Linked DNA regions of Triticum aestivum: region 2 is linked to region 1. A link is a contact called in public Hi-C data. All regions are on one chromosome and are shown on one strand. Each heading gives the region's core, a stretch centred on a gene start, on an enhancer-like site or on the middle of the called end of the contact. The rest is flanking DNA. Distances are from core to core; before and after follow the strand shown. Region 1 has its middle 34 kb from the start of LOC123093781. Region 2 holds the start of LOC123093782 (B3 domain-containing protein Os03g0120900).

Region 1 (4,788 bases), core at 912-3,411:
CATGCCTCCGCGCTGTTCATGGCTTGCTCATTGACGGGTACACACACCCACTGTGGCCTGTGGGGGGGACAGGGACACCGCTGGAAAGAGGGTTAATTTTAACTGGGGTCTGGGGCAACTGGATCATCCATAGTGTTGTCATGTGAGGGAGAACTGTTCATTGCTCAAAGCAAATAAAGGATGCAGATGTTGATATATATATATAGGCCCAACTAGTCAAACAGTTTTCGGCAAAGATGATCAGATGGTTAGTATCCTAGGCTTCCGACGCTTTTCCGCCTGTCCAAGATGCAAGTTGAGCGAACCCTAAATTTGTGTCGAGATAGGTAGAGATTTTAGTTTCAGGGTTATAATGTTACTTGTTAGTAGGACAGTTGTTACTCCCTCCGTTCATAAGATGATATAAGATGTTATTACAACCGATATATGAGTATGTTAGAAGTTCTTAGAACCGACATATGAGTATGTTATTACAACCGATATGTGAGAATACTTGTATATCAGTTCTAATAACATCTTATATTATGGGACAGGGGAGTATATTTTATTACATAGTTAGATATATACACCTGAAATAAAAGAAAAGATATATACACCTGGGCATCCCAACCGTGGTTCCTTTCTATATTGTTGTTGCCGTTCGGTGAATACGGAATTTTACAAAGCTCACATAATAACACCGTGGTCACCACATGCCTAATGGGAAGCAAAGAAATGTAAATATCCCTTCACAAGTTCTAGCTCAGGTCTTGCTACTCGGACAGAAATGATAACTACATCAACTAAAAAAGTAAGTACACAAGTAGCTTGAATTTTCACTATTAGTAAAATCATGATTGTTTGCGACAAGTTGCGAAAATAATTACCTTATTCATTTGCTGATACCGGGTTTTTGTTACTGGTTATATCTACCAGCAAAAGAACTTATTATAACATGGTTCTTTCTAAACGGTAGGGATGGGCTAGTACACAGAGAATGCATCGACATTAATCTTGTTTCAAAAAACTCATTGAAACAAGTCAAACGGTTTCAAAATCAGACATTTGGTTCAAAATATATGACCCTTTTTGTTTGAAAAAAAAACAGACATGCTTATTGATGGGAGAGTGAGATGATGAGCGTGGATAAAAGGACTATTTTGCAAATGTGCCAGCTATCCATCTTCAGCTATATCACACCCCCCCTAGGTTTTCTATCCAATGGCTCATTCATTTATCCCGGGCGCATTTTGTGCATGAACCGGGCCGGTGCACCGAATACGTTCCCCGAATACACAAACCATGGAAACCACTCGACGCAAGAACAAATGAGTGACAATCATACATGCTTTCTATTTTTTGCGGGTGAAACAGTCATACATGCTGACCATGAGGGTGGCTCTCTCGAAAAACACACAGCTCAACCACCTTTGGCCAAATCTTTGCAACCACTTGCTTAATTTGCGATTTTCTAGAACTCGTGTGCCGATTAAAAAAACGAGACCAACCCAGACTAGACTAGCCTGTTGGCATTTTTTTTATAGAAGAAAACTCCGTTAGCACCAAACGCTCAAGCCGAGACTTGAATCCTGATGGGCTGGCTGTGAATTCCCGCGCCTTGCCAACTGAGCTACGCTCAGCTCTCCGTGTGCCGATCACTAGATGGCTGATGCGGATCAGAAAAGCGTAAAGCGCCATATTGTGAGTTCTGGCTTGGATCTCCTGGAAGAAGTGGTAACTAGCCGAACAAGCACCATGAACTTTTCCAAGCGGGACCACAATCGTTCGAGGAAAAGTCGTGAAAATAACTCGCTTCCCTATATTATCTTTTTTTGCATTTTTTTACAGCTTTTCCCACAAAATTTCACACTGTGCCGACACAGTACTCCCTCAACGGTAAGTACAACGAGAGATAGGCCAGCAGCAGCCGGTACACGAGCCATGAAAGCCTCCGGATGTAGGAACAGAAGAGCAACTGTTGTGTCCCCGCAGCGAAGTTCTGGGTCCCCACCGCGGGGCCCACCTGGCAGGAGGCGTGGCCTTGGCAGCGGCGGACAGCGTGGCAGTGTCGGCGCAGGCTCTCATTCCCTGCTATTGATTCCTCTGAGCATGGCGTTGCCAGCCACCGCCAGCTGGGCCACAGCCCTGTGGACCCGGAATGCCAGTGAGTGGCGGGTAAGGAAGCCAGTGCACGTAAGCCTATACTCAGGACAAAACTGCACGCGCCGCGGGCCGGGCCAGCTGTGCGTGCAGGCCTCTGCTGCCGCGCGGGATGGATCTTCCGCCGCGAGCGCGCACCATGTCACCCGCTGCGACGCGGGCCCAGATTTGCTCGGCGACCACCTGTCAGCCAGCGCACAGCGCAGTGACTGCGCTCGCGCGGCTCCCAAGAAGCTAGACGATCCAAACTCCTTGGCTTATCCTACGCTGCAAGGCGAAGGTGGCTGCAGCCCGCATGCAGGTGATCCTCCTGAATCGAGCGCCCAGGCCGAGCATTTTTGTATAGAAAAATACAGGCAGGTTAAGAATGGTGGCTAGAGATCGTGAGCAAGATGGCTCGATCGGTCATGGGATCTCGGCGAGGAAGTTCGGACATCCTCATGGGTAAGTTTATCGCAATTGCTAAATGTCAATTGACTGACTTTAGCTATTGTGGTCAGTCGATTTTGAATGAAGGAAGAAGAAGGAAGGAGCTCGTCAAAGGGCTATCCCATTATCTATCTTAGGGTTTAGCGTGGGCGGTGATGGGGCTTCGCCGGACAAAAAGTCTGGACGTGGCCGGGGCTAGAGAGATGGGCCGGGGGTGGTGGCAAGACCGGCGGTGGGGGCGGTTCAGGGGAAGGCGGTGCGGCGAGGCGGTCGCGGGTGGAAGAAGAAATCTGGAGGTAGAAGAAGCAACCTGCGCCGTTTATTTTTCAACCAACAGCTGAAACAAAATCGACTGGCCCAAATTCGTTTCTCAATCGACTAGCATCTAGCCATTCCCTTAGTTTACCTTGTGCCGCGTGCTTCACATCTATCAAAATCCAATTGTTTTTCTCCACAACTATGAAATGATTGTTACATCAAAACCCAGTTATTCACTCTACAAGAATGAAATGCTTGCTACTACGTTTAATTTACTTGGTTTAACATGTATTGTTTTGGTTGTGTTTTTCATCCCGCTAGGTCCTCTTTGCTATGCCCAATGCTTCTGCTATTTTCAATCCATTGTTCTGTTGCAATAATAAGCAAGTCGAGTTGCCCTATGCTCGTATCCAGACTTAGAAGACGGTTTTGACTCGATTATCCAGTAAATTACAACACCCAGATAGCATTTCACTTCCGAGCAATTAAACCTCACTAACGAGCACCCCGTCCTTCAGTGTAGACTGCCCATCGAGCCCAGAACGGAACAGGCGACCCCTCATCAATGGCGGAGACATGGGGACCACCAGAGGCCTGCCCCCCTAACATCAGTGATTTACTCCTAATTTGCCGATGAAAAGTGCATTGTTGGTGATTATTTGTTGCTAAAAACCTATCTTTTCTATAGACTGGCCCTCCCCAATCAGTTTTAACACCATCCGGCCCTCCTTCCATTTTTTCTGGCTGCGCCACCGCCCCTCATTTTCATCGCTTTTTTTAGAAAAGGAGGAGAACCCCCAGCCTCTGCATCTGGGCGATGCATACGGCCACTTTATTAATTATTCTCATAAGACCTTACAAAGTGATACAACAGTAAGACTAAAGCCACCGTCTATGCAACAACTGTCGCTACTCCTATCCAATTGATGAAGGGGCGCTGATAGTCTGGGTCTAATACCAAACAGACATCACAGCCAAACCTAAATATCTAAGACCTGAGGTCCCAACCCGGACGCCTGCCGGGTATGGGGCACCTACCAGTCCGGCGCACTCCTCAACCAGGACGCCTACCGGGTATAAGGCCGCGGCAGCCACCTGCCACCAATCCATCTTCAGTGTGTACTGCTGCACCACCTTGCCCGGCCTCTCTGCCATCGATGCCACCACGGCGCCTGATAACGGCACCCTCCTGCGCGAGTCCCTCGCCAAACATCGGGCGCCGAGTCTCCACCGCGCCACGCCACCGAGAAATGCCACCATTAATGTGCAGGATGAAGCACCGCTCCACCAATTATTCCACCCACTGGTCCCTCGAGCCCATGTACACCTCCAAGAATGACACCACAAGAGGAAAACGACACAATAATGTCGCCGTCATCCGGTCTACTGATCTAGGGTTTCCCCCGGATGTAGCAGATAGTGGCCTGGAACTTCTCAACAGCGATGCCTTCAACAAGGGAACGACACCGAAAAGTGCCGCCATCGCCGGCCTCGGCAGCAGCCGCGAGCAGGTCTTCACCCAAATCTGTTCCAGTGGCCTCCATCAAGCGTCTTGTGCACGGATCGTCCACCACCGCGGCCGCTGCATCGCCCGTCGCGAGACCACAGCCACCGACACAACCTCCGCCGTCCGGGGCCGCCGCCCCGGGATCCAGCCCTCGCTGGCCGCCAGAGCGAAACCAACGAGCCCCATCAATGGCGACGCAGCCGCATACCGCGCCGCGAGAACGCCACCATAGCGTCGTCGCGCTGACCGCACGCCGCCGCCAGGCGCGCCCGCTGCCACGCCGCCGTGCCCGATGCTAGCCCAGCGCCTTCCATCGATTTGGCCGTCCCATGCCAGCCAAACGACGAAGGGGAGAGGCGTCCCGCCGCCGCCCACACCAGGCAGGCTTCGCCGGCCGGCGCGCGTGGGCGGCAGCGAGGGGACTAGAGGAAGAGGGGGAACGGGAACCGGCGGCG
Region 2 (4,788 bases), core at 654-3,153, 79 kb before region 1:
TGTCCTTCAATGTCAAGAAAAAGATCGTGAACGCGCTTTCTGGTTTGCTCGCATATATATAGGCAAAAGTCATAGCTAAGTGAGACGGGGAGCAGAATTTTTCAGTTTACTAAAAAAAAGTTTAATTTTCTACTTAGGTGTGCCGAGTGGGCATGGACCGAGCTAGACCACTTGGGTTGCACCCTGTCATGCTAACTTGTCGAAATCATCAACCCCATGTAGTACATGGAGTTAATTAAAGGTGCCTTTTGTGCCCACGTAGGATATGTAGCTTTGTTAAGACCTCCATGTTTCTTTTGGAAAACATACACGCATCACTCCTAAAACAAGGGCAGAGTGATGTACTAGAAGGCTAAACACGGAATGGGGTGAGAGCAGCCACTAAGGCCGGCACTTAACAACCTCTTGCCATGTGACCATAGGCCGGACCTAAAACTCAAGTAGACCCAAAACTATTAGCTTTTGCCAGGACCTTATATATTTTAAAAAAATGTGAACATCAACCGTAAGTAAAGTACAAGTTGTCGTAATTTAACTTTGCTGGTCATAAACTTCCACGCTACAACCAAAACAAGATGGTAACTTGATTTACAAATAAAAACTAGCTAGACAAGAAAAACCATTTGGCAAGTCTAACCAGCCGTAAACTACCCCTCCCAATGCCTCACGATTCTCCCACAAAACAAAGACAAACCCCCCGAAAACAAACAGCCACTGGACATATATTTTACTAGGATCTGCCCACCTCATGTGCCAAGCGAACAGCCAGCAACATGTGTGTGCACCTTATAAAATATGCCTCTACTGGTAAGTAGCTGCAGATTGTACCTTATTGTATGCACCACATGTGTCTCAGTGTGTGTGCCCATAAAATAGGCGCCTTCTCGCCCCTGGGGCCGAATCAGAGGCGAGCAGCCGTGCTGACCTCTCTCTCCTCATCTTGTCTGTCCTGCCACAATAGCTGGCCCTGCAGCGGCAATTTCTAATTGCAAGAAGATAACCTGAAATAAGTTCAGAGACAGTCGACTAATTAAATATTGCCCTTAACAGACTCACGTTGCGAATATTATATCTGGATGCATTCATGATTTTATTTGGGGATCTTAAGTTTTGAGGTTGAAGGCAATACACCAATGGAGGATCAGTTTAATATGCCAACAAAATAAGACAAGCATGTTCGGTCTTCAGTGGCAGATCAATTGTGTGCAGCAGGTTGCAACAAGAGTAGTTCAAACTTAGCATCTGTATGTAATAATAACAAGACAACTAATAAGACTAAGCTTGTGCATGATAACATATCCAGTTTTAATTCCACGTATGAGCCTATTTGATTATTATAATACGGTAGTACTACATACACTTGGAAATTAAACAAAAGTATGTAGCACAAATATCCTTCCGATCTAGCTCAACCTGAAAGCGCAATGAAATTCTGAAGAGGCACAGGAAGGTCAAATCATCAAATTGCAATGCAAAATTAATATAGCCACTTGATGCAGCTAACTAGCCCACTTGGGTTAAACTCAACTTCATACTTGAACAATCAAACAGTAGTCCATACATACAAACACACACACATACATACACAAACAAATTATGTATGCCAGTAATAATATGAGCTAGCATAAAATACAGCTGTTTTGACACCTACCAATAAGCATGCATGTTGAAAAATCTGATCCAACAACTGGCATTTTGGGGCTCATCATCTGCCTAACTCGCATAACGGCTCTCCCTATAGCATGACAAGGACAAGCTCACATGAGCTCAACCAGATAATCAATGGGCCCCACCCTAGCTAGCTAGCAAGCTAGCTCTCTAGCTCTCACACCCCATCCTCCTTCCTCTCCTTTAAAAAGCAAGCTACATGTATTGTGCCCACTCTTTCCCCCACCCCTCCATCATACAGTACATTGCACACACAACTACACACGTATACGTACACATACATACATACACACTACACACACTAGCTAAGCAAGCTAGGACAATTACCTTTGGTTGCAAGCCAAAAGCAAGCATCCATCCATCCAGAGCCAGCAGCCTCATCTCCATTTCTCCCCCTCCTCCCCTTCCTCCGGCCTCTCACCAAGAACCTTCATAGTACCCACCCCCCACCCTTCACATCCACCCTTCTTCCTCCTTCGCTTCCTCTTCTTGCCTGGACCCTGCAAGAAACCCAAGCTCTAGCAGGCAGATCGAGCTGTTCCCCTCCTTCCTAGCCAGTTCCACAGGTTCTCCTGCCTATTCCAGTCGGCCGAGAATTCTAAATTCCAATCCCCCAAGCTAGCCAAATATTTTAAGCCCACCCAAATCCTATACTTATAAACAACAGTAACAGCACAGCACTGGGAGTGGGAGAAGGGGAGCACCAGCTCGCTAGCTAGCTGCCGGTCAAAGGTCAAGGAGAAGGAGCAAGCAGGCAAGGGGAGGGAAGGGAGGAAGGAGGCATCATCTACCTAACCTACCTCTCCTCCATCGGTGCGCATGGAGTTCACCGCAATCAGGGCCTCCACCGCGGCCGCTGCCGGATGCTCTTCGCCGCCGCCTACGGCGGATCATAAGGCCGAGGAGGAGGCGGCGGGGGCGGTGGAGAAGGAGCACATGTTCGACAAGGTCGTGACCCCGAGCGACGTGGGCAAGCTGAACCGGCTGGTGATCCCGAAGCAGCACGCGGAGAAGTACTTCCCGCTCGACACCTCCTCCACCGACAAGGGCCTCCTGCTCAGCTTCGAGGACCGCGCCGGCAAGCCGTGGCGCTTCCGCTACTCCTACTGGAACAGCAGCCAGAGCTACGTCATGACCAAGGGCTGGAGCCGCTTCGTCAAGGAGAAGCGCCTCGACGCCGGGGACACCGTCTCCTTCGGCCGCGGCGTCGGGGAGGCCGCCAGGGGCAGGCTCTTCATCGACTGGCGCCGCCGCCCCGACGTCGTCCTCCCACCCGGGCACCACCGGGGCTTTGCTCTCCCCTCTGTGCCCTTCTCGCCGTGGATGGCGCACCCGGCCGGACCCGGCGGCGCTGGCGGCAGGATGTTCCTCCAGGCGACTTCCCCGGCGACCCTCTACGACTACGACGCCTACCAACACCACCACCAGCGGCGACACATCGGGTACGACGGGTACGGGGCGGCGCCCGGCAGGCAGGTGGTGTACTACCAGCCGCAGCAGCAATACCACCACCAGCACCCGTCGCTGGTCCTGGAGTCGGTGCCGGTGCGCATGAGCATGGCGGCAGCGCCAGCGCACCCGGAGCCGTCCGCCGTGGCGACGTCGGGGTCGAAGCGGGTGCGGCTCTTCGGGGTGAACCTCGAGTGCGCGGCGGACGCCGAGGAGGACTTCAGCGGGCCCGGGAGAACGGCGACAACGGCGCTGCAGCTGCTGTCACCGGCCTCCTCCTCATCGTCGTCGTCCGGGAAAGCGAGGTGCTCTTTGAATCTTGACTTGTGAAGCGCTAAAGTGTGGGCGTTCGCACGATCCACTACTACTACCACTACTGCTACTCAGATTCTGACACAAACGGGGTCGCCGCCGGCCGTTCGCAAAGGAGAAATTAACCTGTCGATCGGAGAAGTAAACAAATGCGGCGGAGGCGGCGGCCGCCGGTGCATGCGTGGAGCATCTAGCCTCTTCGTAATCTCTTCCTTTGGTATATAGCTCATGATCCCTCCTTAATTATTAGCCAGTTCAGTGCAGTGTGAGAAGAAACACGAAAAGAACAATTTAAGCAGCGGCAGCAGCAACAACAAAAAATCTTTCTATCTTGATTGATGCATGGTTTCTTCTATTTGCTCTGATTTGCATTCCTTCCACAATTTCCCCTTGTGTGCTTGATTATAATTAAGTTTTCTTAGCATGAACTCTCGTTCTTTTCATTTGGGGACTTAAATACAGGGAAATTATTGTGTAGAAAGAGAAAATTGTATCTATATAGCATGAGCCCATGACCGAGCCTAGGAGACATAGTGTGCTCCCCACATAAGATAACAATTAATATGCACCGTTATACACATACAATACATGCAAGTATCTTGGAGGTTGGATGCAATGTTCAATTAACAAATTGATTGTGCTGTAATTGTGCACATGGATTGTTCTTGTTGCTGCTGCTCTAGTGTGGGCATATGCAGGTCAATTGGGCTCTCCTTCCAAAGCTACCTAGCTGTAGGGTGAGGAGAGGTTGCCTTTAAAATGTAGCTTAGCAGCAAGCAAGCCAGTATGCCAGCCAGCCTTGTAGCTTGCTTGCTAGGACAGGCAGTCATGGCAGAGGCCTGGAGGTCAGACCCTAAATCCTTCTCCTACACATGCCTGCCTGCCTGCCTGCCTGCCTGCCTGCAATTACATACATTCATACACATCCATCTCTCCCTCTCTCTCTACGTCTCTCTCTCTCTCTCTCTCTCTCTCTCTCTCTCTCCTCTGCTCATATATACTCTCTCTCTCTCCACAGTAGTACTATAGCACTGTTGCACTGCTTGATTTGGCTTGGGCATTTGTCCCATGTGCAATTCCTTCGTCCCTGCTGCTTCAGCTTCTGCTGCGGCTGCTGTTTCTTCTGCGGCAACACCACGGCATCTATGCCTTGGGAGTGAAATGTTCATCAGGCACCGTACACCATGCATGCCAGCGTACATAACTGTATACGCAGGCAGAACTAAATGCCAACATGTGTGTATATGTATGCATGCATGCCATCCAGCCAGGCTTTGAGCTGCTACCAAGAAGGTGTAGTAAAAAAGGAAGAATTAAAGCTGTTCGTTAGTAAAAAGCTAGCTGCTTCCGTAGATCCTT

Evidence for each region. Hi-C and Micro-C count contacts between places; a contact is called where the count stands out from the background.
Region 2: a contact with region 1 is called in a Hi-C map of leaf, with 3 times the contacts expected there. The contact joins the promoter of LOC123093782 here to the enhancer-like site in region 1. A contact is called at or near these places in 2 of 5 Hi-C or Micro-C datasets (both in leaf).

What each region holds. Positions count from the first base shown.
Region 1 is chr4B:640,837,239-640,842,026 of IWGSC CS RefSeq v2.1, reverse strand. No RefSeq gene overlaps it. Among protein-coding and RNA genes, the nearest start is that of LOC123093781, 34 kb to the right of the region's middle. Within about 2 kb of position 2,161, at least 7 of the 8 cell types and tissues checked have an H3K27ac peak or open chromatin away from gene starts, as enhancers often do. A contact at or near this core is called in leaf, where this site is marked.
Region 2 is chr4B:640,915,846-640,920,633 of IWGSC CS RefSeq v2.1, reverse strand. LOC123093782 (B3 domain-containing protein Os03g0120900) reads left to right here and starts at 1,903. Exons shown (of 1, transcript XM_044515835.1): 1 at 1,903-3,857. The coding sequence starts at 2,488. The coding sequence ends at 3,447.